Linked DNA regions of Sus scrofa: region 2 is linked to region 1. Evidence: chromatin contacts called from public Hi-C data. All regions are on one chromosome and are shown on one strand. Each heading gives the region's core, a stretch centred on a gene start, on an enhancer-like site or on the middle of the called end of the contact. The rest is flanking DNA. Distances are from core to core; before and after follow the strand shown. Region 1 overlaps TRAPPC3L (trafficking protein particle complex subunit 3-like protein). Region 2 overlaps LOC102162764 (a long non-coding RNA gene).

What was found. Hi-C and Micro-C count contacts between places; a contact is called where the count stands out from the background.
Region 2: a Hi-C map of liver shows a contact between it and region 1, with 2.5 times the contacts expected there. The contact joins two enhancer-like sites. A contact is called at or near these places in 9 of 47 Hi-C or Micro-C datasets (embryonic fibroblasts, fetal heart ventricle, heart right ventricle and 3 more).

What each region holds. Positions count from the first base shown.
Region 1 is chr1:82,128,837-82,134,727 of Sscrofa11.1, reverse strand. The region is part of intron 3 of TRAPPC3L (trafficking protein particle complex subunit 3-like protein); the gene reads left to right. The region is part of intron 1 of FAM26D (protein FAM26D); the gene reads right to left. Among named protein-coding and RNA genes, the nearest start is that of TRAPPC3L, 14 kb to the left of the region's middle. Within about 2 kb of position 3,032, at least 8 of the 83 cell types and tissues checked have an H3K27ac peak or open chromatin away from gene starts, as enhancers often do. A contact at or near this core is called in liver, where this site is marked.
Region 2 is chr1:82,193,701-82,199,591 of Sscrofa11.1, reverse strand. LOC102162764 (a long non-coding RNA gene) reads right to left here. Exons shown (of 5, transcript XR_300842.3): 1 at 5,563-5,891. Among named protein-coding and RNA genes, the nearest start is that of RWDD1, 35 kb to the right of the region's middle. Within about 2 kb of position 3,546, at least 1 of the 83 cell types and tissues checked has an H3K27ac peak or open chromatin away from gene starts, as enhancers often do. A contact at or near this core is called in liver, where this site is marked.

The DNA of each region.
Region 1 (5,891 bases), core at 1,783-4,282:
CATGTTACTGATCTTAGAGGAAAAGCTTTCAGTTTTTCACCACTGAGTATGGCAATGGGGAAAGAATAATTTCGTCAACAAATGGTGCTAGGAAAACATGCAAAAGAATGACCTTGACCCCTTATCTCACACAATACACAAAAACCAACTCAAAGTGGATTAAAAAACATAAGACCTGAAACTATAAATCTCCTGGAATGAACTAGAGGAAAAAGTTTCGTGACATCGGTCTTGATAATGAATTCATGGATATGACATCAGCAGCACAGGCAACAAAAACAAAATCAGCAAGTGAGATTCCGGCAAACTAAAAAGGTTCTGCACAATGAACAATCAATAGAGTGAAAAAGGCAACCTGCAGAATAGTAGAAAATACGTGCAAATCATTTATCTGAGAGGGGACTGATTTCCAAAATGCATAAGGAATTCCTATAACGCTAGTTAAACTAATAATCTAATTAAGAAGGAGACTAAGAATATTTCTCCGAAGAAAACATACAAATGGCCAACTGGGATATGAAAAAATGCTCACAGTCACTAATCATCAGGGAAATACAAATCAAAACCACAGTAAGATATCAGCTCAGGAGTTCCCATTGTGGCTCAGCAGGTTAAGAACCTGACTAGTATCCATGAAGATACAGGTTTGATCACTGGCCTCGAAGAGTGAGTTAAAGGATCTGGCATTGTGGGGAGCTGTGGTGTAGGTTGCAAATGCGATGAATCAGTGTTACTGTGGCTGTGGCATAGGCTGGCAGCTGCAGCTCCGATTTGACCCCTAGCCCATACGCCACAAGTACAGCCATTAAAAAGAAAAAGATATCAGCTCACGCTTGTCAAAATGACCCCCCACTTTTTTTTTCACCTGTTGCTAAGGATGTGGAGAAATTGGAACCCTTGCACACTGTTGATGGGAATACAAAATGTTGCTTCCACTATGGTAAACAGTAAGGAAGTTTCTCAAAACATTAAGAATATAATTACCATATGACCTAATTCCTCTTCTGGATATTTATTCAAAAGAACTGAAATTAGGATCTTGAAAAGATATTAGCACTCCTGTATTCAACTGCAACACTATTCAAGATGTGGAAACAACCTAAAAATTGATCAACGGAGGAATGGATCAAGAAATTGTAGTCAATACATAAATAGCATATTATCTAGTCTTTTAAAAAGAAAGAAATTCCCGGAGTTCCCTTCATGGCTCAGGAGTTACCAAACCTGACTAGTATGCATGAGGACACAGGTTTGACTCCTGGCCTTGCTCAGTGGGTTAAGGATCCAGCATTGCCATGAGCTGTGGTGTAGGTTGCAGACGTAGCTTGGATCTGGCCTTGCTGTGGCTGTGGTGTAGGCCGACAGCTATGACCCCTAGCATGGGAACCTCCATATGCCACAAGTGTGGCCCTAAAAGGTAAAAAAAAAAAAATTCTGTAATACAGTTACAGAATGATGAATACAGCATAATTTCCTTTATATGAGGTACCCAAAGTAGTTCAATTTATAGATTCAAAGAGTAGAATGATGGTTGCCAGTGGTTGGGGGAGGGGAGCATCCATGCTTTGATCTCCAGAGTTACTAATCAACAGGTATAAAATTTCAGTTAAGCAAGATGAATGAGTTCTAGAAGTCTATTGTACAACATTGTACAAGCTAACTATAATGTATTGTACACTTAAAAATTTGTTAAAAGGGTAGGTTTCATGCTAAGTGTTCCCACCACAATTTAAAAAAAAAAAAAAAAGCTTAAGAGTTCCCATTATGGTTCAGCGGAAATGAACCTAACTAGGATCCATGAGGATTCAGGTTCAATCCCTTGTCTCGCTCAGTGGGTCATGAATATGGCATTGCTGTCAGCTGTGGTGTGGGTTGCAGATGCAGCTCAGATCCCACGTTGCTGTGGCTGTGGCTTAGGCCGGCAACTGTAGCTCTGATTTGATCCCTAGCCTGGGAATTTCATATTTAAAAAAAAAAAATAAGCTTAAAAGAAACAGATCTGTTTAATATAAAACTAAGAACATATACAACACCCACTTTCCAAATATCTCCTCTCTAAATTTTTCATGTCTTTTTGACCTTTCTGATGTCGTATAAATTCTTCTCTCTTGTCCTGTCCTCAGTGAACCAGAAAAAGATCCACTTCCACGCCTATACAAGATTCCTGCTTATTCATGAAGAGAATATTCTGTCACCCTCACCCTTCTCCTGTGCAGGGTGCTGTCCCCTGGCTTTACTTTCCTTCAAAGGCCTGATTTCCTCTCTCTTAATCATTTTCACTTCTCCAGGAACATTGACAATATCCTTTACGTATGGGAATGGCAACATCCAATTCTAGAGCATTTTAAACACAGAGACAGGGTGAGACTTAGTTATACACTCACTCCCTGATGCTTTGCTTATAATTATTAGCTTCCATTAAAAGGTCTGGCCTTCAATAGCATTATCTCATTAATCCCTGTAAACTCTTGGAGGAGTAGGCAAGTATAAAAAGTTCCAGAGCTGGTGTTAGAGGAAAGTGGGGCAAGGTCAGAGGAAGTCTGCATAGTCCCATGCTGCCCATGGAGCATAGCAGAATAAGGAACAGAACCTAATGGTGTGGCTTTTGCTTGGCTGCTCTCTCAGACCATGCACTTTGACACAACATCATTGTCACCCTTCCCGAGTACCTACTGTATACCTACATACGGTTTCCATAGCAGTCATGATTGCTCTCCTGGTTCCAGAGAAGGAAAGAGAGAAAGAGGATGCATTTGAAGGCAATTGTCGAGGTGAAGAAATCTATGCCTGTATTAGTGAAGTGGTTCTTTTACGAGCTGACTGGTGAAAGACTGCTGGTAGGAACAGATCTGTTGACTTCAGGTCTTACTCTAAACTCCTCTGCCTCTGGGAGGAGACAAGTATGTGACTTCGGGTATTAATGACATGCCCCTCTCTCGTTTGCCTTTTCCACAGGGCAAATGGTCACTCTGTCACTAGGCTTCTGGCAAGTTCCTTTGACCTGCTTTAACCTTAAGTTGCACCATCTAGTGGTTAGAAAAGAAATCTCATGACAAAGGCTATGGATCCAAAAAGTCTTTAGTCAGTCTTACTTTTATATAAAAAAGAGATAGGATGATTCTGAAGTTAACTTCCTGCAATGTTAAACTGTATGCATTTTAAAATGTGATTTTATATGCAAGTTTACTTTTTGTGGTTATTGCCTCATAAGTACAACTATAAATTTTATTTTGTCTTTTTTGTTTTGTTTCATTTTGTCTTTCAAGGCCGCAAGTGCGGCATATGGAAGTTCCCAGGCCAGGGGTCAAATTGGAGCTGCAGCTGCTGTCCTACACAACAGCCATAGCAACAGCAGATCCAAGTGACATCTGTGACCTAAACCTCAGCTCCCGGCAACACTGGATCCTGAACCTACTGAGTGGGGCCAGGGATCAAACTGTCATCCTCATGGATACTAGTCAGGTTTGTTTCCACTGAGCCACAGTGGGAACTCCCCAACTATAGGTTTTTTGTTTTTTTTTTTTGTCTTTTTGCTATTTCTTGGGCCGCTCCCATGGCACATGGAGGTTCCCAGGCTAGGGGTCGAATCGGAGCTGTAGCCACCGGCCTACGCCAGAGCCACAGCAACGCGGGATCTGAGCCACGTCTGCGACCTACACCACAGCTCACGGCAACGCCAGATCGTTAACCCACTGAGCAAGTGCAGGGACCGAACCCGCAACCTCATGGTTCCTAGTCGGATTCGCTAACCACTGCACCACGACGGGAACTCCCCCAACTATAAGTTTTAAATAAGACAAAATTTATAAAAATTGTCAGCAGCATTATAGCATATGATATGCAGCAACAGGTGACATTTAAAAACATGAGTAATACAGTCCTTTTCAGAAAAGTGCAAAGTAATTACCACCTATTATCTATTTTTCCACTACAAGAGGCTTGGGAAGTAAAAAAAGGCATCTCTCATTAGCCCCATTTTACTGATGATGTAACTGAGACTTAGGTGGCGTCACCAAAACACATAGTAAGAAAAGCCAGCTTAGAAGTGATTTCTCCTGACCTTATTCCAGTGCTTTTTCCAAAAATAATTGCTTCTTTAAAATATACCTTTGAATAGGCAGTTCCTCTTGTGGCGCAGTGGAAATGAATCCGACTAGGAACCATAAGGTTGCGGGTTTGATCCCTGGCCTTGCTCAGTGGGTTAAGGATCTGGTGTTGCCATGAGCTGTGGTGTAGGTCCCAGACAAGGCTCTAATCTGGCATTTCTGTGGCTATGGCATAGGCTGGTGGCTACAGCTCTGATTCGACCCCTAGCCTGGGAACCTCCATATGCTGCAGGTGCGGCCCTCAAAAAAAGACAAAAAGACAAAATAAAATATACCTTCAACTAGAACTCTCTCTCTCTCTCTCTGCATATATACACACACAACTGAATCACTCTGCTGTGCTCTAGAAACTAACACAACATTAAATCAACTATACTTCAATAAAAAATAAAATATACCTTTGAAGGTTTTTTTCCTACTATGACCATCATTCTGAGAAAAATGAAAATGTGGAATTTGTGATAGAGTTACCATAACTGATTTTAGTTGTAGTAATGAAATATTAGTTTAACCTAACAGGCATAATTCCTTATGTTTATTATAAGAGCAAGTAGAAAATAAAATTGTACTTCTCTCTGGTTTAAGGTCTAAAAAAGCAACTCCTTAGTTACACAAAAATATATTTCATGGTTTCCAAATGAATTAATGATAAAAGTTTTGTTATTAGAAGAAGCTAATTGGAGATGAACTTGATCATTTACATTAAGACAATCATAAAGGAGAGGCTTGATAAGAAATATTATAATGTTGCTTTTAAAAGTAATTTAGAAGTTCCCACTGTGGCTCAGTGGAAATGAACCTGACTGGTATCCATGAAGATGCGGGTGGGAGTTCCCATCGTGGTGCATCAGAAACGAATCAGACTAGGAACCATGAGATTTCGGGTTCAATCCCTGGCCTGGCTCAGTGGGTTAAGGATCCAGTGTTCCCATGAACTGTGGCGTAGGTTGCAGACGAGGCTCGGATCTGGCATTGCTGTGGTTGTGTTGTAGGCCGGCAGCTGTACCTCCAATTAGACCATGCCTGGGAACCTCCAAATGCCGCAGGTGTGGCCGTAAAAAGAAAAAGAAAAAAAAAAAAAAAGCCTGAGGATGAGGGTTCCATCCCTGGCCTTGCTCAGTAGGTTAAAGATCCATGTTGCAATGAGCTGTGGTGTAGGTCGCAGATGGGCCTCGAATCCAGCGTTGCTGTGGCCTGTGGCTGTGGCAATGGTATAGGCTGGGGGCTGCAGCTCCGATTCAACCCCTAGCCTGGGAACTTCCATATGCTGCACATAAGAAGCTTGGATTCTCTTTGGGTTCAGAGCAGTGGTCTAACCAGTCCAATGTAGTGTAGATTAAAATGTAAGAGTCCACATCCTGCTCAGCCACATTCCCACGATGTGACCTTAAGCAAGTCATTTATCTTATCTGAACGCTGTATCTATTAGAGGAGCCATATCTGTTAGAGGAGCCATCTTCCAGGTACTGCTTCCCTAGCTAACCTCTGGACATGAAACTATAATCATAAGTAGGTGAGTGTGTTGATTGTAGCTTCCAAAGACTCCTTCAGAGCATCCATGCCTTCTAGTTACTGATAATGGTTGCAAATACTTGACCTGACACAAACTCGGTTCATCAAAGCTGGGAAAATTTTTTACTGTCAGGTCAATGTCATTATGATGGTTGCTCTGAGGGACATAGTAGGAAACCATAATTTTTCAGTACAAACATTACATCATTGGTACTGTCCCAATAAGATGAATTTTTTAAATAGAGAAAAATATGATAATAACATATATTACAA
Region 2 (5,891 bases), core at 2,297-4,796, 64 kb before region 1:
TTTTTTTTTTTTTTGGTCTTTTTAGGGCCGCACTTTTAGCACACGGAAGTTCCCAGGCTAGGGGTAGAATCCGAGCTGTAGCTGCTGGCCTACACCACAGCCACAGCAATTCAGGATCCAAGCCACATCTGTGACCTACACCAGAGTTCACAGCAATGCCAGATCCTTAACCCACTGAGGGAGGCCAGGGATCAAACCCGTGTCCTCATGGATAATAGTTGGGTTCATTAACCACTGAGCCAAGATGGAATTCCCTATAAAGATATATTTTTAATTGATATCTCTGTAATTTCTTAAAATGTGTGTTTGTTGTTTCCTCTCACATCTCCTATTGCTGAATCTGAAAAGATTTGATAGGTTGTATTTCCACTTTTATTTTTTGTGATAAAAATTTTTTCTCTTTTGATTTCGTTTGACTTATCATTTATTCAGAAGTATCTTTTTTCATTTCCATAGTAAATCATCTGACTTTTTTCGTATTTGTTGATTTTTAGTTTCATAACACTGGTGAGAAAGGACAGTTGGTATGGTTTCAATCTTCTGAAATTTGCTAATATTTGTTTTGTGTTCTATCGCATCATCTATCCTGGGCAGTGTTCTGTGTGCACTTGAGAAGAATGTTGATTCTATTGCTGTTGGTTGGACTCCTCCATATATGTCTGTTAAGTTACTTTGTTCTCAAAAATGGTTCAATTCTAATGTTTCCTTATTGATTTTCTGCTTATCACCCATTGCTGATAGTGGGTTATTGTATATTGTCTCTTTCTCCCTTAAGATCTGTTAAAGTTTGCTTAATATATGTCAGTGTTTCAAAGTTGTGAGAATATATATTTTCTGTTGTTATATCTTCCTGAGGTATTGACCCTTTTATCTTTGTATGACTTTCTTCAGCTCTTGTTACCAGTTGTTGTTTTTTTTTTTTTTTCTTCTTTTGGTTTACACTTACTTGGAATATCATCTTCCGTCCCCTCACTTTAAGTCTATTTGTGTCTTTAGAGCTGAAATGATTTTCCTATAGGTAGCTTATAGTCAAGTCTTATTTTTTAATCCATATGGCTACTCTGTGCCTTTTGATGATTTAGGGTGATTATTGATATGTGAGAACTTGCTATTGCCATCTTAACTTTTGATTTCTTGTTATTTTATATCTCCATTGTTTCTTTTTCATTCTGTTTCTGTCTTCCTTTGCAAATTAGTGGTTTTCTATGATGATATTCTTAGTGTCCCTTTATTTTATGGTTTGTGTCTCTGTTCTAGATTTTTGCTTTTTGGTGACCATAAGGCTTATATAAAACATTTCATAAATAAAACAATTATTTTTCTGCTGATAGCAATGTATCTTCATTAATAGTTTTACGCTTTCTCCCTATTTTATATTTTTGATGTCAGACCTTACCTCTTATTATGCTATCAATTTGTTAGTCACTTGTAGTAGATACAATGATTTTAATGCTCTTTTTTTAAACTTTTTTCTTCAATAAAGTGGTTAACCTGCTATTTTTAAAGTACCATAGTTATCACCTTTATCAGAGTTTCATGTACTTTCATTTTTTTACATGTGTCTAATTAGTGTCTTTTGTTTTAGCTTGAAAGATTCTTAGTTTTTTTGCTAGGAGTCTGGTGGTGGTAAACTCCCTTAGTTTTTGTTTATCCAAATAAAGGAAAAGTCTTTATTTCTCCTCCTATCTGAAAGTTAATTTTGCTAAACAGAGTATTTTTGGCTGGCAGTTTTAATCTTTCAATACTTTGAATATGTCATTCCACTCTCCTCACTAGTCCAGTTTCTGCTGAGAAATCTGCTGATAGTGTCATGGTGATTCCTTTATAGGTTACTCACCTTTTTCCTTGTCTGACTTTAAAATTCTTCCTTATCACTGATTTTTGACAATGTCATTATAATATGCCTTGAAGAAAGTGTTTTTGTATAGAAATAATAGAGTATTCTATTGCTTTGTGAGCATGTTTTTGAATTGCCTCTCTGAGTTTTCTTATACCTTATTGGATATCTTCGTAAAAGCTATTTTGAACTTTTAATCAGTTAGATTGCAATATTCCATGTCTTTGAGATCAGTTGCTAGAGATTGTCATTTTTTGCTGTGATATCATATTATCATTATTTTTCATAACAATTGATAAAATGTGCCTTGGCTGTTTTGGTTGACGTGGCAAACAATCTTCTTTTTTTTTTTTAGGGCTGCACACACAGCATATGGAGGTTCCCAGGATAGGGGTCAAATCAGAGCGGTAGCTGCTAGACTACACCACAGCCACAGTAACACAGGATCTAAGCCATGTCTGTGACCTACACCACAGTTCATGGCAACACCAGATCCTTAACCAACTTAGCAAGGCCAGGGATGGAACCTGCCTCCTCATGGATGCTAATCAGATACGTTAACCACTGAGTTATGAATGGGAACTCCCCAAACAACCTTTTATACTTAGGGAAAATTTTGTATTCTTTGACTCTAACAGTTCAATAGATTTGCAGAAAAAAAAAATTGTTATAATAAAATTTGTGTTGAACTATAGCACAAATTTTGGTTTCTCTTACCAGGCTTAATTTGCTGTTAAAGTTGGAACTACGCCTAAAAATCCAGGCATTTTAAAAAAACTGATAGAGAGTGAAGGAAAAGTGTAGGCTTAGCACATGGAGTTTGGGGTATGTCCACAAGCCAGTAGGGGTATCCTCAAGCTGGGGAGGATCTGAGGTTTTTGGGCGGACCACTTGTTGAAATCCCATGGCAGAGAGTAGGAAACATATTCATTCCAATCTCTTGTCTGCCTTCTTCCATTTTCTTTCCTTCCCCTCAGTCATGGAAGTCCCTTCACAGACATCTATACCGTGCTGAAGAACAGCAGATCCTCCTGCTGTACCTCAGCAGCCTGACAGACTTTCACTGAAAACTTCCACTTTCCCACACTTCTGCTAGAGAGTCCACCAATTGTCTCTGCTGCCAACACTACCACCTTGACTCCATTGGCAATCCTGGAGTCTTCCAAGGTTCAGTCCTTCTGCATCCATTCACAGATGGATGGATCCCTGGTGTGCTAGGCAAAGCCATTTTGTTTGGCTATGGATGTCCATTTAGTTATAAATCAATGGGAGGGGAAAAAAACTAATCATGCCACCAAGATGTTGATTCTCTCATTTCAATGATGGTTATTGAGAAATTGAAAATAAGAAATTTCTCCCTCTGGAATTTTTTCTAAATAAGGACAGAGTTAAGGTTTAAGTGCAGTGCTATTGTTACCCAGAAAAAGCAGGGCAGCAGGAAAAGTTAAGAAGGGAACCTTAGACAAGCCAGCTTCCAAGGAGCCACTACAGGTGCCTGATTCTACCTGAGAGAGGTCAGGACATTGTCTGAGATCAATCCAGCATAGAGGAGATTAACACCCATCGTGGTTGCCCCAAACTCCATAAAATCTTAGAATCAAAATCCTGTTACTCAAGGTCTGGTTTCAGGATGGTGGCATAACCCTCTTCAACCCATCTTTCAAGCCTGTATAAATTCTGGACAAGTTAAATAAAAATGCACAAATAGCTGATGAAACCAAAGAGTAAACAGGGACAGGCATTTTGTGGGAGGAAAGTAAATTCTGAAGACGTGACATAAGTTTCACTCTTTCTTGTTTATTTGGTTTTGATATTTTGCCCTTTTGTCCCTGGAGACAGCCTGTTGCCCAATTGTACTCACAACTAAAAAAAACCAATAAAATACAATTTGCAAAAATGCTGAATTGCTAAGCTGTAAATTAACTATACTTCAATTTAAAAAAATTTTAAGTAGATTATTTAACCACTAGATGGCAATTGTGAACTCAGAATTTTCAAGATAATTTCCCTGATTTGGTTGATGGAGAGTGAGAGGGTCCTTCTCATGGTCAAAAGATATATTTACATTTAATATCATTTATATATTTATTGGAAAAAACAGTCTCGGGAGTACACCCTGTGCTCACTTAGCAAAAGGGATTCTAATAAGAACAAAAGGTTTCTTATGAAATGGCAATGACATTTGTATCATACGATGATTTAGAATAAAATCTACACAAATTTTGTTTTTCTCATTCTCAGCCATGTACTCGATAAGCTTGAGCATGTACTTGTTTTTATTTACTTTTTATCATAAACCACATGAACAACAAAAAGGAAAGAAACTCATCTCACTCACTCTAACACAAGCACTGCTGCCTTTTTTTTTTTTTTTTTTTGATAGTTCACACTTAACATTCTTGAAGCATAACTGTAGGACCCGCGTGACTTCTATATGCACAAGGATATTTAATAGAATATACTCTATGCCTATTCATCAGCTAAGGGACTTGCTCCCTAGAAGCTGCCTTTGAATCACTGATTTAAAGCAAAACAAGTCTTAGTTGTATGATCTCATTAATTCTCCTACAGTTGAGTAAATGGATTACACTCCATGACTCATCCACGTGTTAAAAAAAATTTTTTTTTTCTACAGCAATTCATCTTTTTGTTTTGTTTTTTATTTTGAGGGTATATGGCATATGTAGGTTCCCAGGCTAGGGCTCGAATTGGAGCCGTTGCTGCCGGCCTACACCACAGCCACAGCAATGCCACATCTGAGCTGCGTCTGTGACCTACACCACAGCTCAAGGTAACGCTGGATCCTTAATCCACTGAGTGAGACCAGGGATTGATGGATACTAGCGTCTGCATGGATACTAGCAGAGTTCCTTAACCACTGAGCCACAACGGGAACTCCCTACAGTAATTCATCTTATTCATATCTCCTCCAATGTCAAACATCTTCTTGAATTGAATTTAATTAAGATGATTTTAACTCCATCAGGCCTATTTTCCCCTCTGAACAGATTTTACTTCCTGTTTCTCCTTCCCAAAAGGTAATACCACCCAGAAGAAACTTAGGATATGCCTATTAGTGGAGGGATGCTCTTCTATATTCTGTCCTCTTCAGATCTGCAGACCAATACAAAGGCGTCTCTCATTCTACCTGAGCAAGAAGCACAGGTGTCTGTTGTATGAAACTGGCAACTACTGCTGGTGACCATGGACCTCACTTTGCTTATGATTTCAAATTCCTCCTTCTCAGGAGCCTCCTTATTCCTACTCCAGGTATCTTCTTGTCAGTAGTTTGTTTTGTTTTTTTTTTCTTTTTTTTTTAATTGAAATATAGTTGATTTACAATGGTCTAGTAATTTCAGGTGTACAACATAGTTATTACAAAAGAATGACTATTTCCCTCTGCTGTACAGTGTATCCTTGCTGCTTACTTATTTTATACATAGCAGTTTGTTTCTCTTAATCCCAACCCCTATCTTAGCCCTCCCTCCACCCCATCCTTTATAGGAATATGGTATGAGAAATATAGAGACAAAGGTCTGTAAAGAACTTCACAGTAACTGAACAATTTGAACATCTTTATCAATTTTCCTTGTTTAATAAAATTTTCATATTAAGCAAGTTTTATAATCCCCACATTACAGAAGAGGAAATTAAGGATCAGAAGTTATATGGACATTTTTCAAGCTCCCACAGTTAGTATAAGAGGCTCTTATTCCAATTCTCACCATTTTCTCACCAGATCCATCTCACGTATTTTCATACTAAGCCATGTGTTAAATTTCAGTAGTGAACTAATTTGTTAAGGATTAAATATTAACTTTCACTTTTTACCCCTTTGCTAAAGCTCCCAGGATCTGGCTCAAAGTGTTCTGATAATAAATAAGTAGATAATTCAAACCATAACAAGTATAATTATTTTTTTTATATCTATCTCATCCTTTCAAGGAAACTACAAGGTTTTATGTTCTGTGCTCACAGCTACTTTGCCTTGATCATAAGCTGACTGCTCAGAGAAGCTAAGTGATCTAACCTACACCATTCAGTTTTTCTCCCT